2 separate regions of the Mus musculus genome follow, and region 1 is linked to region 2. A link is a contact called in public HiCAR-type data. All regions are on one chromosome and are shown on one strand. The core of a region is the stretch at or near the end of the contact, and the rest is flanking DNA. Distances in the headings are between cores, read along the strand shown. Region 1 has its middle 160 kb from the start of Gm12159. Region 2 has its middle 16 kb from the start of Gm51859.

Evidence for each region. HiCAR-type assays count read pairs that join an accessible place to other places.
Region 1: a contact with region 2 is called in a HiCAR-type map of fibro-adipogenic progenitors, with 3 times the contacts expected there. The contact joins two enhancer-like sites. A contact is called at or near these places in 6 of 484 Hi-C or Micro-C datasets (nephron progenitors and uterus) and 1 of 115 datasets of contacts at active chromatin or transcription factors (fibro-adipogenic progenitors).

Annotation. Positions count from the first base shown.
Region 1 is chr11:45,272,831-45,278,662 of GRCm38.p6, forward strand. No RefSeq gene overlaps it. Among named protein-coding and RNA genes, the nearest start is that of Gm12159, 160 kb to the left of the region's middle. Within about 2 kb of position 1,876, at least 25 of the 459 cell types and tissues checked have an H3K27ac peak or open chromatin away from gene starts, as enhancers often do. A contact at or near this core is called in fibro-adipogenic progenitors, where this site is marked.
Region 2 is chr11:45,068,955-45,075,391 of GRCm38.p6, forward strand. No RefSeq gene overlaps it. Among named protein-coding and RNA genes, the nearest start is that of Gm51859, 16 kb to the right of the region's middle. Within about 2 kb of position 2,482, at least 20 of the 459 cell types and tissues checked have an H3K27ac peak or open chromatin away from gene starts, as enhancers often do. A contact at or near this core is called in fibro-adipogenic progenitors, where this site is marked.

The DNA of each region.
Region 1 (5,832 bases), core at 626-3,125, 200 kb after region 2:
AGACCTTGGTGCATCCAAACTTCCAGGGTGTGCAAAGGTCACAACCCTGCGGGGCTTTGCCTCTAGCATTTCTGGTTCTAGAGATCTGAAGTGGAAGCTAAGAGCTAGCATTTCTAGCAAGTTCCCAAATGAAGATGGAGCTGATGGCTCTGCCAGTATAAAACCACAGTCATCTAGACTAAAGCCACATCCTCAGATGAATATTTATCAAGGATTAGTGGTATCCATATCAGAGTAAGTGCTTCTTCCTTCACAGAGCTTATTGTCACATAAGCTCAGCACCCCCCGTTTTTGACCCTTCCAGCACTTGCTTTCCATAACATGCATCCTTTGACATAGCTGTCACTATATCTTTCTGTCCACAACACTTCCCAACTCCATAGTGTAAATAGTGCCCAGATGAGACTTGCACACAGTCTTTTCTGCCTTTTGATGCTCAAGAGCACTTTGGATGATAACCCCAGTTGAACAATGTCTATCTCCAAAGACTATGAATAACCCCCGATCTCCACCAGTTCTCGGCAAGTTTCTTTCTGCCCATTCCCCTTCTACATGGAAGATTATGAAAGTATTACCTATTAGAGCATGAAAGTACATATGATCTTTTTCATGTATCTATAACTTAGCAACTAAGGGGCAAAGTTGAACTGGAAGGGCAGACATTACCCATAAAGGAAGTGGGTGCATTATAGCCCAATATTTTGTCTTCATTATCTTGTACAGAATAAGCTCTCATCTGAAACTTTCATGCTGAGCAGTCAAAAGGGATATAAAAATGTCAAACAGCAGTCGTCACCCTTGCCTTACCATATGAGGGCCGTATATGCACCACGTACAACTGGGTACTGAATGTGGCCTTTCAACTTCAAGTTCCGTGTTTTATTTCCACTCTGCTGCAAGCTTCTTCTACTTGGATTACCCATGCACGAACCTAAAAGAATGTAGTTTAATTACATCATCAAAGACCCTTAAACACCCTCTTCTCCCCCAAAGATGTCTTCTCAGCGCTCACCAAGCACTGGTCACACTTCAAATTAAGTGCCATGTGTAAGAATGTAATGTAGACTTAATCAGACAGTTATTATATGTTAAAGACCTCACAGTTATTTAAAACATATTTATTGAGGTTTAACAAGTATGCCAAGACAATTTTCCACAAACAGCAGGGACTGCTAAGAGAATGCAGTCAAGGACTCTTACACCAGGCGATGTGTCTTGGGCATGGATGTACTTTATACCAGACTGCTAAAAAAATAATGAAGACTCTCAAAGGGCTTCCATCTGGGAGGGCAAAAGGGACAGTGAATTTGTGTACTGCACACTCACCCCTGGAGACCCAGGAGCAGTTCCTGTTGGAGATGGGCATGAAAAATGAGCTTGGGGGTCTTCCACTCATCCTCATTTGTGCTCTGAGCAAAGCCAACTGTACTGCAATGGTGTGATTGATGAGGGCCATTTAGGGGAGCTGGCTGGGTGGGGGAGAGAAGAGTTCAGGAGGAGTCATTGGGAATAAGTCAGAGGGAGGGGACTCGTGAAGACTCTGGCCATAATATTGATGCTTGAAAAATTTAAAATGTGTCTATCTGTGTCACACACGCATAATAATCCCCTCTAGACAGCGGCTACCACAGGACACAATCACCCCCGTGTGGTGTTTGAAAACATTCATCTTCTTAGGCATGGACCCAATGCTCTCTCCCTTAGGCTCTATGTGTTATATATGAGGAAAGTGGGCTGGAAGGAGCTTCCTTTCCACCCTGCCCAGCCCTCCTCCAGCTGCAGTGGCAAAGCCTATGTTGTGGCCTGGAATACTGACGCCATGGCAGTGGCCTGACACGGTGGCGCCTGGCCGGCAGCATGACTTCACAAGAGGGTCAGGCCAGAAGACCTCAGATGGACCATGAGTAAGGAAAGCAGCAAAAACTAATATCCTGAGCAGTCAGAAACACGCCGAAGGAAATTATTCATAAATATTTGAGGAGCGATGCAGCCCAGAGTCTTGAGAGAACAGCTGTCGGTCTCCAGGTTCATCCAAAGCTCCACCCCCCCACCCTTTCTTACAGTCCAGCTTCTGCTCTGTGCCAAGCCCCACAGTGCCCTCACCTGCCTCTCACACAGCAGTGCCTGGATGCCATGCAGGTTGGCAGCCACCCACTAGGTCTCTAGCTGGTAATCTAGAAAAGCTGCTCATGTTGAATATGCAGCAACCTCAATGAATTTCCTTCTACTCCTCTCTGAGCCTCTGTGTTTGTGTGTGTGTGTGTGTGTGTGTGTGTGTGTGTGTGTGTGTGTGTCCACGCATGTATGAAAGAAGTGGCATAGACTCTGGCCAATGATGAAAATCAACTGCAGGAGGATAATTATGTTTTACAGTTTTGCTAAACACAAGAAAGTATTTTCTCAGGCCATTTAATTGGAACAACATCATGGGTTATACCTTCATTGTAATAAAACTCCACTGTGTGTCCAAGCGCCAGGGGATTTATTAACTCGCTTGAGCTCTGAGAATCAGCAGGCAGGGTCAGACACGGCCAGTGATGATGACATCATAGGTTTTGGCAGCTCTTTTCAACTGGTGTTGAGTGAGGTAATGTCCCCAAAATTAAAACTGACAGTAAGATTAATGATGATAGATTCACTGAGGGATTTTTTTTTCATGATTTAAATTGGTGTTCTGTTTCTTCCAGGCTGGATAGCCAAGAGAGCCTTGTACCATTAGTTCAGCATATCAGGAAAGCAGATAACAGAAGTCCCTTCCTTAAGCCTCTAGGGACAGGCAAGAACTTTAGGGTTAGGGGTAATTTAGAGATAGAAAGACACACCCTCAAGTCTGTCATGCTAGTTTGGACAGTGATATAAACTGTCCTTATCAGACCAGCAAACACAAGTGGATTCAAAACTTAGGTACTAAAATGGCCATGTGTCTAATGTGGGGTGGTGGCCTTGTGCAGGGGCAGGGAGTACCACCTCACGGAATCTTGCTTAAGTGAGTCAGAATCCATGGTCCCATAACTGGAGCAGGGCTGGTATTTTATAGTTTCTATAATGAAAACATTTCAGAGAAGATGAGGAGCATAAAGTGCAGTCTGAGGCTGGTATTTAGACTAGGCATAAGCTGTGTGGGAAAGATTCATTGTAGCAGGCATCTTAGATGCTCGGCTGTCTTACAAACACGATTTTCCTAATTGACTAATTATTCTACTCCCAGTCTACTGTAAAGTTCTCAAGAGGGGGAACCAACTGTTTTCATCATTGGGATGTCCATCATTATCACAGTAGCATACAGCAGGCACTCAAAAATATTTGTTGAACATGTGTTCCCTCAAGTAGATCCCTTGAGCAATTCTCATTAGAAATTTAGTCCTTTTTTTTCCATTTTTTATTAGGTATTTAGCTCATTTACATTTCCAATGCTATCCCAAAGGTCCCCCATACCACCCACCCCCACTCCCCTACCCACCCACTCCCCCTTTTTGGCCCTGGTGTTCCCCTGTACTGGGGCATATAAAGTTTGTGTGTCCAATGGGCCTCTCTTAGAAATTTAGTCTTATGACAGAGTTTATGGAGTAAATGTTTAAATAATAAAAGGTCGTTTCTTCAATACATGGTCTATATGTTCACTAGTCCATATGGAACTATCTCACCAATCTGAAATAATATAGTTTACCGTTGAAAAAGTGTACAAGAAAACACAAAGGAAAAGCATCCTAGGATATATGCTAAACAGCCACTTGTCAGAGTAGTCTGGTGGGAGTAGTTGAATTGCAGGATGGTCTTCTTCCAAAACAAGATGCAATCACAGATTCAACACTTAGCTTACAACCTTACTTAGAATAGCCCATGGACGCCCACAGTCCTGGAAACACAGGAGAGAACAGGTTCTCTGGGAAGACCTGGGAAGATCCTAAGTAAAGAACATAATGGACCGCAAAGTTTGGGCTAGCACTGGCCCCACCCCTAACTACCCGAGATATGTGCGCTCCACCTCTCCTCTTCCCAGAGTCTCTGTCTCTTCTCTGGTAAGGTAAGCTACTGAAGCACAGAGCACTAAGCCCCTAGCAAGGTAGCCATTATCTGGTGTTAAACATTTAATTGTTCTTGGGGGCACACCACGTTGCTCAACTAGAACATACTAACTCTGTATTCCAGCTGTTCAAAGATAATCAGAGTCTCTTCCCCAGGCCCTGGAATTTATGGTCCTCCTTGGAGTAAGAATGGAGCATCTTCCCCCACCTTTTTTTTTTTAACTTCAGTAAGGGCCTTTTCTCCCCAAGTTCTTCTGATGTTGCATTCTTCCATACCTGACATGCCTTTCTCTCCCTACACAATGTTCTCTTTACACAGAACATCATCATGCGGAGAAATGGTTTAGACAGTGTTTGATTGCCAGGAATAACAGAGAATACGGCATAACCAAAATGGTTCTTTTGGAGAGAAGAAAGAACTATATTGAACATCTTTTGGGTAGTGTATATAGCCTATGATGCCCCTTTCCCAGGCACTTCCCACTCTGCCCTTCTGCAATGCCATACTTATTTCAATCAGAGCTCTAACTTTCTCCATGCTTAAGCTTATGCAAATTAGATCAAAGGAATCTAACCTAGGAACCTTAACAGTGCTAGCACAAAAGGGAGTAACTTGCCAATTTGAGAGTCTTATCAGGGAGACTGGCTTTCAAATATCTTGGGTTAGGAAAATGAAATGAACCAGGATACCTGGACACAGACTGAACGTTCTCCAAGCAGCCTCCAAGATAAGAAAGTAGCCAACTGGGGAAGTCTACTCCTTGAAGATAGATCTATATATCAGAGGAGCTGAGCCTAGCTGAGCATTAGAGTCAACTGTGGAACTTTCTAGCATATCAGAGCCTGAGATGCTGCTCTGGAGATTTGGACTCAATTAGTCTGGGGATCTGGAGACACTGGTCTAGTTTTCAAAGCTCCTCAAGTGATTTCAATGTGCAGCCAGGGCTGAGATCCATTCCCATAAACTGTTATTCTGAAATCTTCTGGTAGTGATAAAGCCTGAACATTCAAGGGCTCAGAGAAGAGGCAGGAAGCGAGAAAAGACTGAACACCTCCCCTCTTCTAGTAGGCCCTCTGTAGTCCAGAGTGTTAGCCACACCCAGATCAGGACCTTTGCACAATGATAGGTTAGAGTATCTCTCTCTGTCACTGCTACTTGCAGCCATCTTATGCACCCAAACCCCAACACCACACACACACACACACACACACACACACACACACACACACACACACTTCCACATCCCTGGCCAAGATCTCCAAGTGAGCTCCTCCAGCCAATCTTTAGACCCTCCAATGTTACCCCAATAATAAAGCAATGCTAGGGACTGATTGTTTTTTACATGTCCAGAAATGCAAGTGGTCAGAGACAGTTCAGCTCAAGTACAAACAAGAAGATGATTGCATAAGTCTTTATGACTCCAGAAGCTCCAATTTTAGTTAGAACACCATGAAGCTTAGACCTTTTCTGATGGGAGGTAAGGATCATCTAAAACTAGCAAATCTGTAGCCATAAAAATCTACCCACCAACATCTTCCCAGAACTGCCCCATATGTGGCACTAATTTCTCTTGCCTCCAAGAAACCCCTCAAGCTCCCAGGAAACTGAATCAGACCTTTCTGCTTTATAGCCTTGATCTGGAAGACTGGAAGCTCTTCTCAAAGCCAGATACACTTCACTGATGGGAGGTCTGTCATGTGTGCCACTGTTGATTAGTTGTACCGACCACAGCCTGTCCCTAATCCTCTGAAAATGGGGGGTTGGCATTTAGGTGAAGATTTTAAAAATCCATTTGTAAGTGGAACA
Region 2 (6,437 bases), core at 1,232-3,731:
TATGATGCACAATTACCATGCTTTCCCCAGAATCCGTTCTCTATTCTGGTTTTGCTGTACTTGAGCTGTGCATAAAACAGCCTTGTTTAAAAGAAATTAAATGATAATTTCTACTTTTTATAATTTTTTTAGAGGGAGGAGGGATTGAGATAGGGCCTCCAGTAGCCCAGGCTACCTCAGACTTTTTCATGTAGTCCAGAATAGCCTTGAGCTCCTGACTTTCCTACCATCTCACCAGTGCTAAGATTACAGGCATGGACCACCATGCAAGGTTCATGCAGTGCCTGGGACTGAGCTCCTGGCTTTGGACATGCTACGTAAGCACCCTACCAACTAAGCTCCAACCCAAGCCCAGAAAAAATTAATCTATATACCTCTCTTTTAAAATCCAGATTTGATTATTAAAAATCTAAAATTCAAGTGCAGAAGTTAGCAACATTTTCTTGCATTGGACTTCTAAGGTGCTGAAACTCCATTATCATCAAAGTGTTTTCAGAGGCTCACCTGAGGCAGTCCAACAAAAGAAAGAAGCCTATCTGAGATGTTCTACAGGGACAAAAACATAGAAATCCACACAAATATTTTTAAGGCATGTATACTTTTCACATCATGTGTGCCTCTGTCTATACAAAAACCAAATTCCCATTTCTCTAGGGACATTGGTTTTCTTTGCTAAGGCCTCAGCCTGCAAATGCCACCCCCACCCCCCACAAAAAAGGAGAGAGAGAGAGAGAGAGAGAGAGAGAGAGAGAGAGAGAGAGAGAGAGAGAGAGAGAGAGAGAGAGATCAAGCCATGACATGTCATCTAGTGTGACTTTCCAATTCAGGTCCTGAGGTTGTCTGATTCTAGCAACTTGGCCTAGGTGTTCATTTTTTTTCATTCTGGTGCACAAGATAGATTTCTCCTGGTCTGGCTCTGACTCTCCTTCACTCAACTCTATCCACCTTTTAACAAACATTTTAGACCACTCCGGTAGTTTAAATTTGAAGTGTCCATGTATTTGAAGCCATGTATTTGAAGACTTGGTCCTGGTGGTGGTCCTTAGCTGGTGGTGCTGTTTATTGGAATGTTTTTGGCATTTCTAGGAGGTGGAGTCTTGCTGGAGGAAATAATCCTACTCCCCCCCCCCCCCCGGGAGGGTGTGGTTTTCAGGGTTTAAAGCCAGACACACTTCTGTTTTTTCTCTCTTTTTCTGTGTGCAGTTGTGATCACCCTTCAGCTTGTTTCTTGTTCTTGCTTCCTTTCGTTGCCACCCAGCTGGCATGTCTCCCCCCACTGTGATGGATTCTGTCCCCAATTGTAAGCTAATATCTATTTCTTCACTACCTTGCTTGTTTGGGGATACTTTATCACAGCAACAGGGTAGTAACCAATACAGGCTTACCTCTGACAAATCTCTTTGTCCTAATGAAGCTACCCGATCAAAGATTTCACTTCCTCTCTTTAAAGAAAAGGTATCTACCACCAAGCTTCCAAATGAAGCTTGTATTTGCTTTTTATAAATTAAAACTGGAATAACAGGAGTGATGAGCTGACTCAGCAGTTAAGAGCACTGGGTGTTCTTGCAGAAGACCCAGATTCAGTATCTAGCACCTAGATGGTTGGCTCACAACATCTATAAGTCTTCTCCCAGGGGATACAGCACCTTCTTTGGGCTTCTGCAGGTACAACAAATTCTGGTGCACAGACATACCTTCAGACAAATACACATATACATAAAATAAACACAATCTTATGAAATTTAAAAACTGGCATAACATGATGTTTATTTATAATGATCACATCTCAAATGGGTTGAAAATCCTCTCATTTTTTTCACAGGTTTTCACATTACCAATTAGTTTAACCAGGTATTGTCTCCTGGCTTCTTCTGTCAGACTAGACATGTTGTTGAGATCCCATCCATAGAGAGAATCGTTTCTCCCATATCTAACTGATGATTCCAATTTGAACCTAGTTCTATTTTGCACAGACTGAAAAAGAACTTCTGCCACTGTTCAACTGCTCATGCAGGACTACAATTGTCAAAACACACAGCATCCTATTGCTATCCCAAACTCTTAGAATCAAGGGTCACAGAAATATTGTTTAGAGGTCTTGTACCCTGCGTTGGTGGCAAAATGTCTTGTGCAAATCTTTAAATGCATAGTTGATGCCGGGGCCACACAAAGTTCTCTTTTTGTTAGGGCAGAGACCTTCATGCTTGGTACTTTCCCTTTCCTTGGCAGGAGGGAGAGATGAAGAGTGAGGAGTAGGGGGTAAATTGGGGCGGAACCCAAACCCCATTTTGAAATGGATGAGAGTTGAATACTCCCAAAATTCCAACAAGATTACACACATAAAGAAATCTCATCTGGTAAATATTACATTCTGTTTTTGTCTTTGCTTTAGTTTTTACACAACTTGACAGTTTATGGTACTGTGCCACATTTCAGAGTTAAGGTTTACAAACATCTGGCTGTGGGCAGCATTCCATTCTTCATGGCCCCCAGTGTCTCTGGGATAAAGCATTTGCAACATACCATCTGAGGTGGAAAACATCAGCTTTCCTAGAGAACAATGGGGGTACACAAGGCATACTAAACTTTTCTGGGCTCTTCTGGGGAGGGCCCGGGGCATTGCACAATTAACCCAATGACTTCTAACAGATGAACTTTGGAGAGCCAGGAATCATTGGGTTCGCTGGCTGAGTGGCCAGTTAGTTGGCAGGATCCTTTTATATTCTTGGGGAAGGGAAGATTTCCCCAAGTAATTGTCAGAGCCAGGCAATAATGCCAATGTCTCAGTCACTTCCATCACGCTGCAGTGTCCAGGCATTTAAGAGAAAGAATGTCTTCTCTTAAGAGAGTTCAAGTAAGAGTGGATAACAACACTGGTCGCGTGAAAGCATGTAGAACATTTATTAAGAGTTACCAGCATCTATGTACATTTCATCATTGTTATTATTTCGATGTCATGGTTAATAGGAAGAGAAGAATTATTTTAACATGGTAAAGTTTTGATGTAAAATTGAAAAAATACATATGCCATATTATCTGTATTTTATCTTTTCTTTATTTTTTGTTTAAATACCATGATGGGATATTAGTTTTTATTTTTAAGACAGAGTCTTATGACCTTGGAATTCTGGTACTCTTGCTTTTATGTTCTGCCACATCTATTATATAGTTCTGAGCTTTGGAACTCAGAGCCTGGTGCAGGCTCTCTAATCAAATGAACTCTCTCTTCAGTCACAGACTGCTCTGTAAATCCTTCATTCTTAAGAAACAAATAGTAGTTTTATATCTCACATAAGACATCCCCAAAGAGTTCTTATCTTTTCCTGCAGAAGATGCCTGGACAAATCTGCAGAACTCTGAAAGTTATTCATCTGTAGTAGGAAATGAAGAGAGGGTCATAGACTATTAGGCAGTGCTGTTTAGTCCTTGCAACTGTCTGCAGATGTGTGTGTGTGTGTAAATTAATTTTGCTAAATAGAGGACCAATAGCTTCCATCATGTCTTTAAAGTTAGTCATTAAACATCAAAGGTTAATATCTATTTATGTCAAAGAGAGTAAAGATAGCCAGAATAGGGAAGGGTCTACATAGAATTAGGAAGACATCAGGGGCTCCTGTCTAGCATGCCCTTTTCTCAACTCAATATTAGCCTTTATCTTCCAGCCCCTATGTATACAATTGTAATCTTTCTTTACTTCTCTATGAAAATGTAGCCTGGAGTTAGGTTTCCCCTGGAAAAGATACACACCAGAACACACCTAGAAAAGGAGTCAGCTACCAGGTGTTGAGTTTGGGCTGTATGGCTCCTGTGACAACAGACCTATGTTACCATCAGCATGCTGCTGGGTATAGGGCTGGCACACAGGAAGTCAAGACGCCTTGGCTTATGGGTATAGCAGGAAAGGTGAACTTTTCATTTTGCCCCTTGAATAATGAGGAAGCCTGGACATGACAGCCTAAACCTTTGTAGGCTTCATTTATTAAGTACGCAAGACTGTATTGATTTTCTCATAGGTCAATTATCCAGATTAAAAGGGGAAACATATAAGACAGTGGCATGGCATCTAGTACACAGTAGGACCTAACTAAACTGTACCTATCCCTGGTTCTCCAACTGACTTCAACTGTATGTGATTTTTCCATTTTCCAGATAGGAAGGGTGATAGCAGGAGGAGGGAAGAATGAGTCTGAAGTTATTTGGCCTACAAATTCCAGAAATAAACCAACAAAGAACTTTTCTTCAATGCCATGTGCAACTCACGGATCTAAGGAAGGCTAATTTGAATAGCACATATGAATCATAGTAGTGTATCGATAGTAATATGTATACATAGAAATATATGTATAAGTACACAAACAGCTCTACCATCAGTCTCAAGAAGCTAAGTAAAACATATCAAAGTGATATGACTTATTGAAGGAGAGACAGACAGAAATGTTTGTGTGGGTATGTGTGTGTGTGCGCGCATGTGTGTTTAATTAATTCTGATATTTTAATAACTTACTAACATAACCATCAGAGCTGTTAAAGACTTGACTACGGCATTTCTGGTACTCAAGCAATTAGTGCCTTCCAGAGAATGGTTATCCTCTATGTAACTCAAATAATACCCTCAGTGAGGAAACAATTGCTAATAATTCTGATGATCAGAAGAGTATTAGAGGAGACCTGGCCCTAGTGATCATACTGAGACACAAGTAGAGATCCCATGAATAGAAAAAGAGTGATGTACCCCCATTGTAGTTACACTGTTCCCATTGTTAAATTCTTCAGATTCTTGTAAAACAGACCCAAGTTCTAGTTTCACAGTCATGAAATGTTACCTATGTTTCAAACTCATTTCATTGTCCCTCCTTACAGAGCCGATTTTCCTACCTTCTTCCAGTATCTTGTCATAAAGCGTTAAGCTCTCACACTGAAGAAAGAAATAAAGGAGGATACTTGGTGATTTTTCTCAGCTCATGTACCCTCCTTTCTCATCACTCCCCAAAGGAGATATTAACACGTTAAAGAGAGGAGTGTTGGTGGTGAGGGATCCACGAAAGGAGACCAGTTAAGCCAATGTTAAGACCTAGGGTACAACTCAACAACTATCAAGATCTCATATGCTAGAAAGAGGGCAACTGGGGACCAGACTATAAGGAGTTCAAGTCCAACTTCTATCTCTAAATGTTCAGACCATGCTACATTGAAAGAGTCACTTAGCTTTTTTGCATGTTATTTTCCTTCCTGAAAAATAAGACTCCTAAGCAAACTCACAGTATACCATGAAGAGTCCAGGCCTTACTTGGTAGGTAAAGAGCCTAGTAACGTAGGAAAACAGTGCCTGACAAGATCTGAGTGATTTCTTTCTTCCTTCTGTCATTCAGTGTCTTGCATCCTATCTTCATTTCCTGGCAATAAACAGGAAGACTCTAATCTCATTCCAACTGTTTTCTTCCTGCATCACACATTCTAGCCAAGACCTATTTTCCAAGCTTGTCTTTGAAAGTTTCCTATCTGTAAACTGTCAACACAGGCCTGTGCAGAATTAGCTAAAATCTATCTTCGTGCAAGAACAAACTCTAGGTCAGATGCAGAAAGGTGAACTTTTCCACTGAAGATGCCAAAGGGCTCTGCATCTCCCATAAAACCCAGCCAGCCAGCCCTGGAAAAGATATAGTCAACATATTTAGATCACTTTTATTTTCATGTTGTTAGAACAGAATTTATCATTTGCTCAAGAATTTCCTTCCTTCTTTGAGCCCTGAACACAAGAATATCTGTAAACTTTTTAAAAATGCTTTAAAGTTTTAAGTTATATTTATTATTTATTTTTATGAGGTTTTTGAAAGTGTGTGTGTGCACACACGTGCGTGCATGTGTGTATGTGTGTGTATGCGTGTGTGTATGTGTGTGCATACCAGTGTGCATGTGAACACATGAACATTTACAGAACAAGATGCAGGAGTCAGTTCTCTGGTTTCATTAGATGGACTCTGGGAATGGTACAGGTCTTCTGGATCCATTGATAGCTCTTTTATCTACTGCACCATCTTGCCAATCCTACTGACATTTTTAATTAACAAAAATTCCATAGTTTTAGCAAATAATTTGATATTCAAATATTAATCCAAGACTATCATTCCCATTAAGAGTGGTAATATGTGAGGTTGAACATGTGATTTATAAAAAGAAATCACTTTATCACCACAAGTAAAGTTAAAGTAAAGCTGGTAGTGTAAGTTAGGAAGTACCAGGTAATATCCGAAGATTATGTCTGCCTCTTCTGATACCATTGTTATCCAAGATACTTGGTCCATTGCTTGATCATTATAGGTGCCACTTACACAATGCCACCATATTTATTTTCTGGAATATTCCCAGTCCTTTTTTTTTTTTTCTGAAGTGCAGGCAAAGTACTTCTTTCAAACACAAGCCAAACAGTAGGCCCCACC